Linked DNA regions of Hordeum vulgare: region 2 is linked to region 1. The links are chromatin contacts, called in public Hi-C maps. All regions are on one chromosome and are shown on one strand. The core of a region is the stretch at or near the end of the contact, and the rest is flanking DNA. Distances in the headings are between cores, read along the strand shown. Region 1 has its middle 50 kb from the start of TRNAK-UUU. Region 2 holds the start of LOC123401100 (thiosulfate/3-mercaptopyruvate sulfurtransferase 1, mitochondrial-like).

Region 1 (7,662 bases), core at 3,773-6,272:
TAGCTCGTAGTTGTGGGGTGTAGAAAATGCTATGTGGCTGATTTTGGCAGATCATAGTGTTTTCTTGTTTTGCTCGTAGTTGTTGAACCGTAGCTCCGTTTTGATCGTGTCCTATATGAAACTTGCTTAGAATCTCGTTTAGTTTCATTTTATCTTGCTGGTTGTATGTTTTGAAGTGCTCGTGACCGTCCTTGCACACATATTGCATCCATGCTATCATATCTTGCAGTGTCCGTATCTTTTGATCCGTAGCTCCGTTGGAGATGTTCTCTATGTGTAAATTGCTTGTAGCGACGCGTAGAATCACGTGAACCTATTTGTTTTGCTGTTTAACAACTAATTAAATGTGTTAGTTCAGATCTGGACAGAATTGTAAATTAACATGTGAGGTCGTTTCGGAGATGTTATATGTCATTTCCGACCTCATTTAAAATGCTTAGATAGGTAGTTTATTTGTGCTTCACCTCTTGCCATGTTTAACCACATTTAATATTGCCGTGTATCTAATCGGAATAGAACTAATTAATTAAACGTGGAGTTTCGTCAATATGCAACTCGTTGCATATTGAGCTTCACTTAATGTGTAGTGTTTGAGTGTTGTGAATTGTCATGCCGCGCCTTGTATGTGTTCAGCTGTTCATGCATCATTTGTGTTGTGCATCATGTGGTTTATATCTGTGTTGATGAATATTTCCGGTTTGCCTCGTCTCGATAGAGTTCCGCAAACGTGTTGGATGTGAGGACCCGTTCGACTACGTCGGTTCGTCTGCTTCACGGAGGCATTCTTCTTCCAAGCGGGATCTCAGGCAAGATGACCATTTCTCCAGATACCATTACTATCATTGCCATGCTAGTTTTACCGTTGCTACCATTTATGTCTCGTTGCCTACCACATGTTAAATATCAGCCTCTCAACAATGCCATGAAAACCTTCAACCTGTTCAACCTAGCAAACCACTGATTGGCTATGTTACTGCTTGCTTAACATTGTGTTAGCATTGCTAGTTGTAGGTGCAGTTGCTTACATGTGATAACATGGGTTCCTTGTTATATCACCATATTAAATGCTATTTAATTTAATGCACCTATATACTTGGTAAAAGGTGGAAGGCTCGGCCTTTCTAGCCTGGTGTTTTGTTCCACCTTTGCCCCCTTAGTTTCGGCTACCAGTGTTATGTTCCATAATTGAACGCTCCTAACATGATCGGGGTTGTTATGGGGACCCCCTTGATAATTCGTTTTAGATTAAAGCTGGTCTGGCAAGGCCCAACTTTGGTACTACATTTGCTTAATAACCTAATAAAATTGCATAGGGACTTTCCGGACCCCGAGGATAATTAATCAACCCCGGGCTAGTGCTCCGCATGAGTGTTGGTCCAAAATAGAGCAGCTTATTAACGCTACCCGGGGCAACTTGGCGTTTGGCGTGGTAACCATCGCTCATCCATCGTGTCCTGAGAACGTAATACGCGGCTCCTATCGGGATCGTCGACACGTCGGGCGGCCTTGCTGGATTAGTTTTACCTTTGACGAAATATCTTGTGCATCGGGATTCCGGTGATGCTTTGGGTAATCTCAGAGTTGAGGTTTTCCACTAGGAATCCGACGAGATCGCGAGTGTCGTGATTCAGGATTTCTATGCGGCTTGTAGTAATTTGTGATGGACTAGTTGGAGCACCCTTGTAGGGTTAAATCTTTTCGGAAAGCCGTGCCCGCGGTTATGTGGCAACGTGGAAGCTTTGTTTAACACTGGTTCTAGATAACTTGAAGTTAACTTAATTAAAACTTTCCAATTGTGTGTGTAACCGTGTCAGACTCTTTCGTGAGTTCCTTCTGCGATCGAGGACACGGTGAGGTTATGTCTGACGTAGGTAGGTGTTCAGGATCATTCATTTGATCATCAGTAGTTCACGTCCGTTATGCGTAAAGCATCCCCTCTTATTTCTTGCACTCGTAAGTTTAGCCACCTAATATATGCTTAGCCACTGTTGCAACCTCACCACTTAACCATACCTCACCCATTAAGCTTTGCTAGTCTTGATACCTTTGGAAATGAGATAGCTGAGTCCCGTGCGGCTCATAGATTACTACAGCACCAGTTGCAGGTACAAGTAAAGGTTACTTGACGTGAGCGCGTTGATTGTTCATTTGGAGTTGCTTCTTCTTCTTCTTCATCATCGATCTAGGATGGGTTCCAGGCCGGCAGCCTGGGATAGCAAGGATGGACGTCGTTGTTCTTTTCTCGTTTGTTTTCGTCCGTAGTCGGACCCTGCTCTTATTCTTGATGATTATGCATTGTACTGCTGTGACTCTGATGTAGCTTGTGGCGAGTGTAAGCCAATTCTATTTATATATCTCTTCTTTTCAGTACATGTACTTGTAACGATATCCATTCTTGCGACACGACGAGATGCGCTTCTATCCCTGACGAGGCCCTCGTGCCAAATTGAGGATAGGGTCGTATCATGGGCGTGACACGTTCGTGTCTCTGATGAAGGGGAAAGCCGAGGCCGATATCGACGACAAAGAGCACCTCGTGATCCTTGCCGCTCTGGTCGGTTTGTTCGCGAACAATGCAAAGCCACGACGAGGTGGCTCGACATTGGGTCGCTGTAAGAGTAAGCATGGACATCAAATGAAGGGCTATTCATTCCTCTACACCAAGTACTTCGCCGACGCTCCTCTGAACGGTGAGAAAATATTCTGACGCCGTTATCGGATGAGCCAGAAGCTCTTCCTCGGGATGGAGAATGCCATTTGGGAGTTCGACAACTATTTCATTTGCAAGAAGGATTGCACCGACACAGTTGGATTCTTCTCACTCTAGAAGTGCACGACGGCTATGGGGATGCTTGCATACGGAGGTCCCGTTGATATACATGAAGACTATGAACGCATGGTCGAGTCCACCATCATTGAGTGTGTGTACAAGTTCTGCACAGCAGTGGCTGCAGTGTTTGAACCACAATACTTGCAATCACCCAATGCTAAAGACACTGCTTGGATCCTAGCACATAATGTGGCAAGAGGATTTTCTGGTATGCTTGGAAGCATCAAGTGCATGCATTGGGCATGGAAAAACTATCCATTTGCTTGGCAGGGCATGTTCAAAGGCGCCAATGGAGGTTGCAATGTGGTACCTGAGGCAGTGGCCACAGAGGACCTCTGGATTTGGCACTCCTTTGGTATGCGAGGAACTCACAATGACATCATTGTACTGCAGTGCTCGAATGTCTTTGACAAGCTTGTTGAAGGTCATGCTCCTTCGATGAACTTCGAGGTCAATGGCGCCACTACAACAAGGGATACTATCTACAAGATGACATCTATCCGAGATGGTCTACAACTATGAAGACTATCTCAAACCTTGTGCGAGGAGGCAAGAACTCCTACTTTTCTAAGTGTGAGGAGGCTTGCAGGAAGGATGTTGAACGAGCATTTGGTGTGCTTCAATCCCGATTTGCTATTGTACGGTACACCGCTCTGACCTGGTTGAAATCTCAAATGTGGGAGGTGATGAGTTGATGTGTCATCTTGCACAACATGATCATTGAGAGCGAGTAGGAAGAGCTAGTTTTTGACATTGAACCATATTTCACACAGGGTCCTTTTGCACCTGTTGATCACCACGTACCGGTAGCATGGGCTGCCTTCCTCAGTATGCGTGAGGGGATCCGAGATCCCCATGTGCATCAAGAACTGCAGCACGATCTGGTGGAGCACCTGTCGAGGTTCAAGGGCAACGCCTAGTTAGATGTGTTTTAGTTTGTGTTTGAATTATGCGTTTGCTTCGTAAAACTATTTTTTTTGTACTGATTCGATAAAAAATATTTTTGTTGAATTTGTGTCGAAGTGTGCCCAATTTGAGCCTAAGTTGGCCCGAACTTGGGGGGCTAGCGAGAACCCCCCACCCCCCCCCCCCCGCGCGCGCGACGAATATATCGCCGATAAGCCCCCCAAGCGGCGCTATTTCAAGTCCTTGGGGGCGAACGGCTGAAGATATTGTAAGTGATCAAAGTGGCAGCGTTCGCATAGAACGCTACAATATCGGCGCGGTCGACTCTGATACGTATTTTTGGAAAAACTAAGTTAAAATGAAGCTAGAGGGGATCGAACCTTGTATCGACTAGTTGCTTCCCAACACCATCAAACACCCCGCCAAAGTCAATTTGTTGTTCAATATATAAAGTGCCCCCAATCAAAAGATAAATAAGCCGGATTTTACTATGTTTGCTTTCTTTTCCTATTTTTACATTTTTTCCTTTTTTTTTTGTTCATTTTTACTTGGTTTTCTTTGATATTTTCTTTTCTCCATTTCTTTTGTTCTTGTTTGGTTTTATTTTTCTCTTCTCCATTTTTTTGGTTTTCTTTTTTATTTTACCTTTTTATCTCATGTTTGTTTTCGTTTTCATTCTACATTTTCCTATATGTCAAAAATATTTTTTAATAAGTGTTTATTTTTTTGTATACACGTTCAACATTGTCTGATAGCTTATTCAACATTGTTTATATCTATGTTCAACATTTTTAAAATATCCATTCACCATTTTTAAATACTTTTTATACATTTTTGGTATTTGTTCAACATTTTCAAATACTTGTTCAACATACTCCCTCCGTTCCAAAATAACTGTCTCAAGCGTAGTATAATTTTGTATTAAAGCTAGTACAAAGTTAAGACATTTATTTTTGAATGGAGGGAGTATTTAATACTTATTCAAAAAATTTAATACTCATTCAACATTTGTTAAATACTTTTTCAACATTTTTAGTATTTCTTCAAAAATTTCAAATACTCGTTCAACATTTACTAATAATTATTTATCATATTTTAGTACTTATTTGATATTTTTGCAATACTTTTCAGCATTTTTCAAACATGTTCTAAATATTTGTTTTTGCATATATATGTAGAATATTTTATAGTAAAAAGGGTAAAAAAAATAAAGAGAAAAAAGGAACAGAAAAATAAAAGAAAAAAGGCCGCAGTTTCCCAATCAGCTAGGCCGGTCCATCTGTGCTCCCGCTTACACGAGGCTTCCCTTGTGCTCGCTTAAAGCGAGACATAGGAAGGGAATATTCTATTTAGGGCCACATGCATCGTATATAGTGAAATTTTGCTAACCGAGGTCTGAAACGCTTTCGTGATGGCCCAGCCCATCTGGAGATCTTGTATGTGTTTTAGTCCGTGAACTTTTTTTCAAAATGATGAACTTTTTGAAAATTGGTGAGCGTTTTGAAAATCGATGAATTTATTTTTTAAGTGGGAGAACTTTTTCGAAAATCTGTGAACATATTTCAAAATTCGTGAACTTTTGCGAAATCTATGAACTTTTTCAAAAAAATGATGAACTTTTTTTCAAAATCGATGATTTCTTTAGAATTCTTTCAACTTTTTGAAAATCTATAAATATATTTTTATAATCGGTGAACTTTTTTTCACAATCAATGAACTTTTTTCGCAAATTTAAACTTTGTAAAATTCTGTGAACTTTTTCGATTTTTTAATGGCCAACCACATTTTACATGGGCCGGCCCACGAGGAGGTGCAATACAGGCGCCGGTTTTCGAAGTGGCGCTGAAGGCGTCACACAGGAGCTCCCCCCTACCCGGTTCCGAACATTGGAATAACGTATTGGTTATCTGCGCCAATTCCACCTCAATCCGAAAAGGCCATCGCTAGCCCTTTATAAACTGGACTTTGGGAGAGTTAGCCCACGGAGGCTGCTATTTCTTGGGGAATCCCAATTTAACGATAGTAAGCGCCAAACTGTGCGGCGACTATTTATTGCATTCAGCCAGATATAAAAGATGAGGCACAGTATTTGGGCGGGCCCACTTCACGCTCAGTTAAAGAAAAAAAAGGGAGAAAAAAGGAGAGCACGAGGGATCAAAATTATTAATTGAAGAGTACTTCTTTTTAAGATCATTTTTCCTTATTCAGGTTGCAATAAATGGCGTACTGCATGTGTGTCACTTGTCGCAACCTGAGAGTTTTTTCATTTTTTCGTAGATCTGTTTTTTTTAATATTTTATCTCTTAAAGTATGCATCCAAATATCAAACCATTTACATCGTTCGATTTCTCGCATCGAGATCTTCAAAATTAGATCCCATGTTGATAGGTTTTGATGAACTTTTTTTCACGAAGATATCCGGACTAAAAAATAAGGGTCAAAACCATGCCTCTCATGATAGAAATAAAAAAAATAGAAAACACATTTTTTTGGAGCCGATGCAGAAGCAAAATAGTGTCTCTCGCGTAAGAAAAATCATGCCTCTCGCGAAAAAAAGCAGATAATACTTTTTTTTCATGGAAGCAAAACCGTGACTCTCATAAAAAACAAAAAAGACGTTTTCCTGTTTCCGAGAGACATTCGTGAAAACAAAACCGTGCCTATCGCAACAAAACAGAATACATTTTTGTTTTGTTTATGAGAGACATGACCATTCCTCTCGCGAAAGCAAAATCGTGCCTCTTACGGAAGCAAAATTGTGTATCTCGCAAAAAAAATAGAAATCACATTTTTTCACGTAAAATTAAGTTATTTTTTTACTTCGAAAAGCTAAGCAATACCGATGAAAAACTGAAACACAAAAAAAAACAATCTAAAAAGCCAAAAACCAGGTAAGAAAATAAAAAGAAAATCATAAAAAACACTCAAAACACGACACGTGTCAACGATTAAAAATGCGTCAAATGATGACACGTAAGAATGATTGTTGGGAGACTTGCGTAGTAATGCTCCCTAAGAGCATCTCTAACAGCTGCCCAAGATAGGGCATCAATTTTTTGATTATAGGGCAGCCAAAATCACAGTATAGGACATCTAAACATCTGTTGATTTACCGACAGCCCAAGATAGGGCAGTGCGTTGCTCCAACAGCTGCCCCAAATGCATCTCCAACGCAAAATTTAAACTCATACGGCTATATTTCGACAAATAGCAGATACAAGTTCAACAGACGAACAACAGAACGGCGATAAAATCAAACCTAATTTTAACCTAACGACGACTAATCGGCGGCGGCGCCTAGTCCAGGACGTGCGCGTCGGAGTCGGAGTCCCAGAACGAGGAACCGAGCGACGACGACGACGACGAGGACCCGACATTGATGCGGTTCGGCGGCGGCGGCAGTGGAGCGGACGGCCCCGCACCGTCGGCTCGGGCGGCGGCGGCCTTCTTCTTCTTTCGCCCGGCGGAGAAGTCGAGCTCCGCCTGCACGAGCTCGGGGTGGTCGTGGCGGAGCGTCTCCATGCGGAGCTCGTCGATCTGCACCGCCCGCAGGTTCGCGCGCTCGCGCCGCTGTTGGCAGCGCTGCTCGTGCCCGTCCGTCACGTCGACGAAGTGCATCGGCGGCGCCAGTCACAACGCGTATTTGCGTTCGGTGTCGAGGAAGTTGAGGTCCCGCCGCGACCGGCCGAATCGTATCGCCGCCGCATCGTACGCGCGTGCGGCGAGCTCGGCGGAGTCGAATGTCCCTATCCACCACCGAACTCCGTCGGCGGTGATCTCCGCCGCAAATTGGCCGGAGGGGCGCTCCCGCACGCCAAAGAAGCCGGAGCTCGGGCGAAGGTGCGGTGCCATGGCGGAAGAGGGGGAACGGCGGCGGCGGGGGGGGGGGGGGATTGGGGGCTGGGGATGGCGATTGGGGGGGAGGG
Region 2 (7,662 bases), core at 1,573-4,072, 960 kb after region 1:
TATTCTCCATCTTCACTTCAGGATTTCAGGCCCTCGAGGAGCAATACTACAACTCATGGCTTCACAGGTACGGAGTATTATCTCGATATTGGTTTGTTGGTCTTCCATGACCAAATTTCCTACTAAAGTGTAGTATTTATCTGCTACCATTTGACTTTGATTTTTTTTTTCCAATATGGTGTTCCATATGTTCTCGGTTTACGTCGTTTCATCGTACTAACTGAACCTTCACTGCCATGTAGTGGCCAAAGAGTTGTCGTACAGGATGCGAACGAAGGCCAGTCTGTGAACAGTGTGGTCACGGTTAAGGTATGGAGAGAACTTAACTAGGATTGATGATTAGACGTTTTCTCTTCTCTGACCACCAACTAAATTGTTTCAGGGGCTAACTCCAAGTGGCTATTTATATGCCGTTGGAGAGGACGGCAAAAGCTATGAGCTGCACCCTGATGGTAACAGGTAATGCAATTTTGTATCCATCACCAACATTTTTGTCGTTATAATTACTTTATATCCATCGTATACCATATATAATGTGTCTGTCAAGAACGTAATGGTGTGCCACATACCATCTTTGATTTCTGACGCAATTTCCTGTGTTGCAGCTTTGATTTCTTCACAGGGTTGGTGAGGAGAAAGATGGATGCATAGCGCGTTGACAGTTATCATAGACACAAATCTTGTTCTCCAGAGATATCAGAGTTATCTTCTCATGGCAGATTACTTATGGGAAGCTGGTTTCTCAAAAAAAAAAAAAAAACTATGCGAAGCTGGCCTCAACTGAAGCTGTTACAAACTCAGCGCTACTGCACGGACCACCTGTTCAAATATAATGCCCTTGACGGGATCCTGCGGGACATGAGGAATTCATGAGCCAGGCCTGGAGGCTGAGGCACAGGACTTTGCTGAATCTGAATTTAGCATGGGCCGACAAATCAGGAGCGAACCGAGTGAAAGAACTGTAGGAAAAGGGCAGAATCTCTGAAGACAGTCCAAGGTTATTTTAGTTTGAAAACGGTGTGCTCTGTATGCTTGTGTGTCTGTAACAAGGGCTGAGTCTGTGAGTTACTGTAAAAACTACATTGAGCGCAGTTTTTGTGGAGGTTGAAATGAGTGCAAGAGCTGAGCTATGCCTTTTTTTTTAGAAAAAGAGTTGAACCTTTTTTTGTGGAGGTTCCAAACTGCTGAACTAACCTTTGATTTGTGCGAAGCTCTTTCTGCTTCTTCTGTTCCGTATCGAGCTTCAGCGTCCGGAAAAGGAAGAGGAAATTCAGTTTTGTGAAAGGTCCATCGCACTGATTCATGTTTCGTTCTATTTTTTTATTTTATTTTTTTGGTTATTGTTTGCACTATTGACTTCATCACTCAGAAAACAATCCAAGATTTGAAGGTTCAAAAGATACCTCAACAGATTTTCTCGTAGCCAATCAAGGGAAGCCTAACAAATGGAGAAAAATTGTCATGTTCGGAACGTCTTGTCTAAACTGGAGGTGCCGGATTGCACTCGGCTTTCTGTTCTTTGTTTGCTGCCAAAGCCCTGCTCAAATAAAATTCATTGTTTACATAAGAAAGAAAAGAACTGTACTAACATCCAGTCGACTGGACGTTAAGCAACCAGTCGACTGGACGTTAAGCAACAGATACGCACACCACCTCGACTAATCACTTCTTTCTAACTAATCACTTGTCTAATTTTATCTTTTCTAATTCCAATCACTCGACTAATCGTGTCTATGACGGAGGAAGAGCATGCCACATTCATTTTGATTCATGCATGCATGTACATTAATAGACAAAACAGAAGATATCGGCAAAAGATTCTTTTTATTTTAAAACTTCAAAATACTTTGTAGCCTAAACCATCGCTCTGATTAAAAATATATTTTCACATAAAAGATTTATCGCGACGAGACCTTAAGGGTGTGTTTGGTTGGAGGGATAGCCTAGGGTGGTTGTGGATATCCCTAATCAGGTGGCTGGGGATAGCCCTTTTTTTGTTTGGTTGTAAGGGTAGGGTTATCCTTTTTTTGTTTGGTTGGGAGGATGGATCCTGCCGCGCCGGCCTCCTCCCGCGCCGGCCGCGCCGACCGCCTCAGAGTGGTTGCCACCGCCCGTCCATTTTTGGCGGTTGGCCACATCCCTTTTTTTGAAGAATATTTCCAGCATCTGGTTGACTCTATCCCTCCTCGTCCCAGATCCAAACGCATGGCAACCACAGAAAAAAGTGGTTATCCTTGTCCCTGAAAGGATATCCCTGCAACCAAACACACCCTAAAACTAGATCCCATGTTGACCTTCAGGTCGACTGAAAAATATCAAACTAGCAAAATCATGCGGAGTAGTTTTGAAGATCTCGTCGCGAGGATTCTTTTATGTAAAAGTAATTTTTTAATCGAAACGATGGTTTAAGCTACAAAGTATTTTGAAGTTTTAAAATGAAGAGAATCTTTTACCAATATCCTCTATTTTATCTATTAATGTGCATGCATGCATGAATCAGATGGAACATGTTATACTCTTCCTCCCCGTAGACATGATTAGTCGAGTGGTTAGAATTAGAAAAGGTAAAATTAGACAAATGGTTAGTTAGAAAGAAATGATTAGTTGGGGTGTATGGATCCGTTGCTTAACGTCTAGTCGATTGGAAGTTAGCATAGTCATATAGGAGTATATTATATTCAAATGAGGTGGAGTGTCTGTTAAAAAACAGATTTCAGCGGAAAAAAGATCTGGAAACCCGCCGTGTGGGACATCGGATCGACAAGGAACGGACCAGATCTATACGAGTATATATTTTTCTCGCTGAGGTTTAGCTCCATCTCCGGCAGCTGCGAACCTCACGAGTCCAAATCGGCTCCGGCGGCTATATCCCACCTTCCCGGAAATACAGGTTCCTCAGGACAACCAAGGCGAGCCCCCAATTTTCTTGCCCCCCTGCTTTAAAAAGGAAAAAACTTTGCTTTGCATTCGTTGACCTGCAACTGCAAGCTCCGCTTTCCAATCCCTGCTCTTGCCCTCCGTCGCTTCACCTCAGCTCTTGCAGCAGAGGCGGCCAATGGCGCAGGACGATTCCGTTGTGTCTGCACAGTGGCTGCAGCAGCACCTAGGCCAGCCCGACATCAAGGTGAAAGAATCTCTCATCCGCCTCACGTTTTCCCCTTCGATTCCGGAGGATATATTACCTCCTTTTTTCGCCAGCGTTTCAGAAGCAGTAACAGCAGCAGCATGTTCTTGATTTCTCATCATCCAGTTTATTTATCCCCATGAGAAGCAACTGAGACTTGATTAGTATTTACCACTGTTATTCTACTCCCTGTCATGTTGTTTTCCTATCATTGTTGTTGTGCCCAAGAAAATATTAAGGGGGCACAGGAACCTGTGCTGTTTTTGACAACACATTTGACTGCTTGGTTCAGATACTGGATGCTTCCTGGTACATGCCACACGAGAGCAGGGATGCATGGCAAGAATACCAGGTTTCTTTATGGATCAGCTTTGCTGTAAACTCTTCACCCCTTTTGTGCCAATGTTTCTCCCGGCTAAGATGTTCAGATATGCTCAGGTGGCCCACATTCCTGGCGCGCTCTACTTCGACATCGATGGAATTTCTGATCGGACGACTCATGTGAGAATTGCCTCCAGATATTAATCCCCTTGTCGCTTGCGCCATTGTTTGAATCGACGTTTTTTTGGACCTTTGGCAGTTGGCCTGCTGCAATGATTTTCTGTCTTCAGTCTTTCATTGTATGTCTATGAAAATAGATATGTGACTTACTTTTAATGGATGCAATTATTTTCAGTTGCCACACATGCTGCCATCGGAAGAGGCATTCGCGGCAGCGATTTCTGCACTTGGCATCAGTAACCATGACAAAGTCATTGTTTATGATGGGAAGGGGTTCTACAGCGCGCCTCGTGTTTGGTGGTAAGCAGCGCGCTGCTTCAGTTGAGTTCAACAGAATGACTGAAATTAACTTTTTCTAGTGCACAAAGAGCTGTATATAACATAAGATGTTCAAATTCATGTTGATATAGTATTTTTATTGCATGTAAAGGTACCTTCTTACTCTTTTACAGTATCTCACATCCATACACGTTGATTACTTTATCAACCCGATATACTAATGATAGCGCACTTCAAGTACTAATTAAAGCTCTGGTCATGAGATAAAAAGGATGATTTTTGCATGCAATGGGAAGATACAGTGTCATGGCTTCAGATTATGGGGAAAGGGTATTGCGCCTCAAATTTAAATGCTGCAATGTCATGGTTTTATCCATTTTTCGTGTGTTCGGAAAACAAAATGAATCAGTTTACATATTCAGCAAAAGATTAACGGAATGAACGAATAAATCCAGACACACACTTCAAAGTTTACCTGGCAATAATTCCGGATGTCATTCTCTGCCTTATTCAAGTAACATTTTCTACCTCTAGATACAATATTTGATGGATTTTATGTGTACTTGTCAACTAAAAGGATGTTCAGAATTCTTGGACATGATAAAGTTTGGGTCTTAGATGGAGGTTTCCCTCAGTGGCAAGCTTCTGGATTCAATATTGGAAGCAGCTGCCCTGATGATGCAGTTCTGAAATCCAAAGCTGCTAATAGTGCTGTTGAAACAGCTTATAATGGTGAATTGGTAAGATATCTCATAAGATGGTATTGCTATCTTACTGCCAACTCTTTTTCTTACTCAGTAATCACGGTTTCATTTTCTGCAGGCAAATGCTGTCACATTTCAGACACAGTTTCGACATCAGCTATTGTGGACACTAGAAAAGGTCAGCTCTCTATCTTAACTGAAAACCTAAGTCACTTCGTTTTACCTGAAAACTTTCTTGAATCCATATAGATACCTGAAAACCTAAGATCACGAATTGCTTCACATCAGTGTTAGTTGGGATTGGTCGTATCTCATGATCTTTCTTTTAACTATCCTGAAAATATTTTACCTTGTTTAAAATTGAAAATAATATGAAGATGATGTTACTCAGTGACACACCTTCTTGATTATCCACATGTATGTTGAGCCGTTCTGTCTGTGTAACAGGTCAAACACAATGTAGCTGCTAAGGCTCACCAAGTAGTTGATGCCCGAGTAAAGGGCAGGTAACCTATTTCTTTCTTTTAACTGTTTGCTAGCTTAAGCTGTTTTCAGCTGTAAAAAATTGTGCCATCTTGGCGTTCTCCATCTAAGACAAAACCACAAATGTTTTGGTGCCTGTTCCAGAAAAAAAAATGTAGCTGCTCAGGCTCACCAACTAGTTGATGCCCGATCAAAGGGCGGGGCAAAATCTCTTAAGTTTCAATGTATGATTATTTCGGTTGGAAGATTTGATTATTGAAGCTCTGATCATAGTTAATGTAACATAGAACTGTCTTGCAATAACGAAGTTAAAAGATTTCCTTGAATATGAAAAGGTTGATATTTGTGTTTCATACAGATATTGTGGTTCATCACTGTCTTATTGAAGTTTTTTATCTTATGCCTGATAACATTTGTTATTGTTGTCGATCTTCCGCCAAAGTTATATATAGTTCCTTATTGTTGCAATGAAAACGGCTTCACATTTTCATTCGCAGATTTGATGGTGTGATGCCAGAACCAAGGGAAGGAGTAAGAAGTGGGCATATACCTGGAACTGTATGTGTTCCATTCCCTGAGGTGGGTGTGCAATCATGCAATATATCACATAATACTTGGATAACCTCATAACCACAAATACCAAAGAAATTGACACTGTTTAGTATTCTCCCAGATGTCTGATGGTGCACAAACGCTCCTCCCTGCAGATGAGCTATCTAAAAAGTTCGAGCAAGCAGGTCTGCATTCTGTTTCATCTAACAGTTCTAGTCTGGAACTCATAGTTTGCCCATGGCCTTTCGCGATGTATACAATACTAAAAGCAGAACAACATTGATGAACAATGCAATCATGCTGATCCTCTGACCTAAGAAGCAGAGTTTTCTTAGGGATATCAAATGTGTATTAAGTTCACCAAGCAATAGCAATAATAGCACCTGGTTTGATGTTTCTTCAGGCATTTCCCTTGATCACCCGATTGTCCTCACATGTGCATCTGGTGTAACTGCCTGCATACTTGCGCTGGTCTGGAAATCTTGCATGCTCTTCTTGGACATATCTTTGAGACATTGACTCCACCAAGCAGTCTCTAACAATTTCTCTTTACAGGGGCTCTATAGAATTGGGAAGCATGATGTTCCGGTTTACGACGGATCTTGGACAGAATGGGAAGCACTGCCAGATAATGATTACCCAATAGTTACTTCCACTGGCTCTTAAATCCGTCACTCTGAGGTGATGAATGCAGCTGTTGCATCCTGCGGCATTCAGCGCAGATTGTCAGCCCAATGATATTTCCCTTTGGCAAACTTTGCATCAAAGTCGATACAGAGGTTATAGAAAAAAAAAACTATTTGTACTATGGCCAATGTCTATAGGCCGATAATGAGGAAATCCCATGTCGAAAGAGTCAACATTAAGTTCGTATTGATGTTGTATTTGTGCGACAATGTGGGAAACGTCTTAGCCTTCCTGGCCGACGTGATGCGTGTTAAATAGATGGGGTGCGAGCCCAATACGCGTACAAGCTGTTGGAGAGATTCTAGGAGTACAACTTGAAGGAGAAGGAAACAAGAGATAGAGATAAGAGAAGATAAAGATTACATGAGTATCTATCCTGTCTAACTCCTCCTCCTTCGGTTGGGTTGGTAGATCCTCCTTGCCTCATACGCTAAGTACTGGTTACGTTTAACACCCTCCTTTAATCACAACTTCATCAAGTTGAGATTATGCTTAAAGTCCTCAAAACCTCTTGTGGGTAGAGCCTTGGTAAAACCATCCGCAACCTGATCCTTGGAGTGAATGATCCGAATGTCTAAGAGTTTATTTGCAACTCTTTCTCGGACAAAGTGGAAATCTATCTCAATGTGTTTGGGTCTAGCATGAAAAACTGGATTTGCTGATAGATAGGTAGCACCCAGATTATCACACCATAAGCATAGATCTTTAGTGCTTCTCATAGCTAGTTCCTTCAAAATCAACTGCACCCATATGATCTCTGTTGTTGCATTGGCCAATGCCTTGTACTCTGCTTCTGTGCTGGATCTGGAAACGGTGGCTTGCTTCCTTGCACACCAAGATATCAATTTAGGTTCAAAGAAAACTGCAAAACCAGCAGTTGAGCATCTGTCATCCAGGCATCCTGCCCAGTCTGAGTCAGAGAAGGCACTGACAAGTGTAGAGGATGACTTGCTGAAATTTAGGCCAATGCTCAAAGTATTTTTCACATATCTTACTATACGTTTGGCAGCAGTGAAATGAACTGTAGTAGGTGCATGAAGAAACCGACAGACTTTGTTAACAACAAATGAAATGTCTAGTCTGGTGAGTGTCAAATACTGAAGTGCACCTACTAAGCTTCTATATTTGTGTTGTCTTCTGAGTTCAAAAGTTCTCCTTCAACAAGAGACAATTTGTCTGTGCTAGATAAAGGAGTGGGTGCAGGTTTACAACTTTGCAAACCAGCCTTTTTTACTAGATCTATTGCATACTTAACTTGAGAGAGGTGAAGACCATCCTTGTGCCGCTTGACCTCAATCCCAAGGAAGTAGTGTAGATCCCCTAAGTCCTTGA

The links. Hi-C and Micro-C count contacts between places; a contact is called where the count stands out from the background.
Region 2: a Hi-C map of seedling shows a contact between it and region 1, with 7 times the contacts expected there. The contact joins the promoter of LOC123401100 here to the enhancer-like site in region 1. A contact is called at or near these places in 3 of 6 Hi-C or Micro-C datasets (leaf and seedling).

What each region holds. Positions count from the first base shown.
Region 1 is chr6H:103,389,714-103,397,375 of MorexV3_pseudomolecules_assembly, forward strand. No RefSeq gene overlaps it. Among protein-coding and RNA genes, the nearest start is that of TRNAK-UUU, 50 kb to the left of the region's middle. Within about 2 kb of position 5,023, at least 3 of the 3 cell types and tissues checked have open chromatin away from gene starts, as enhancers often do. A contact at or near this core is called in leaf and seedling, where this site is marked.
Region 2 is chr6H:104,355,139-104,362,800 of MorexV3_pseudomolecules_assembly, forward strand. It overlaps LOC123401100 (thiosulfate/3-mercaptopyruvate sulfurtransferase 1, mitochondrial-like), which reads left to right and starts at 2,823. Exons shown (of 11, transcript XM_045094822.1): 1 at 2,823-3,124; 2 at 3,417-3,476; 3 at 3,563-3,625; 4 at 3,801-3,925; 5 at 4,482-4,644; 6 at 4,727-4,786; 7 at 5,056-5,114; 8 at 5,589-5,670; 9 at 5,765-5,828; 10 at 6,047-6,114; 11 at 6,199-6,503. The coding sequence starts at 3,056. The coding sequence ends at 6,309. It overlaps LOC123402181 (biotin--protein ligase 2-like), which reads left to right. Exons shown (of 9, transcript XM_045096061.1): 6 at 22-67; 7 at 243-309; 8 at 383-459; 9 at 606-1,144. The coding sequence ends at 651.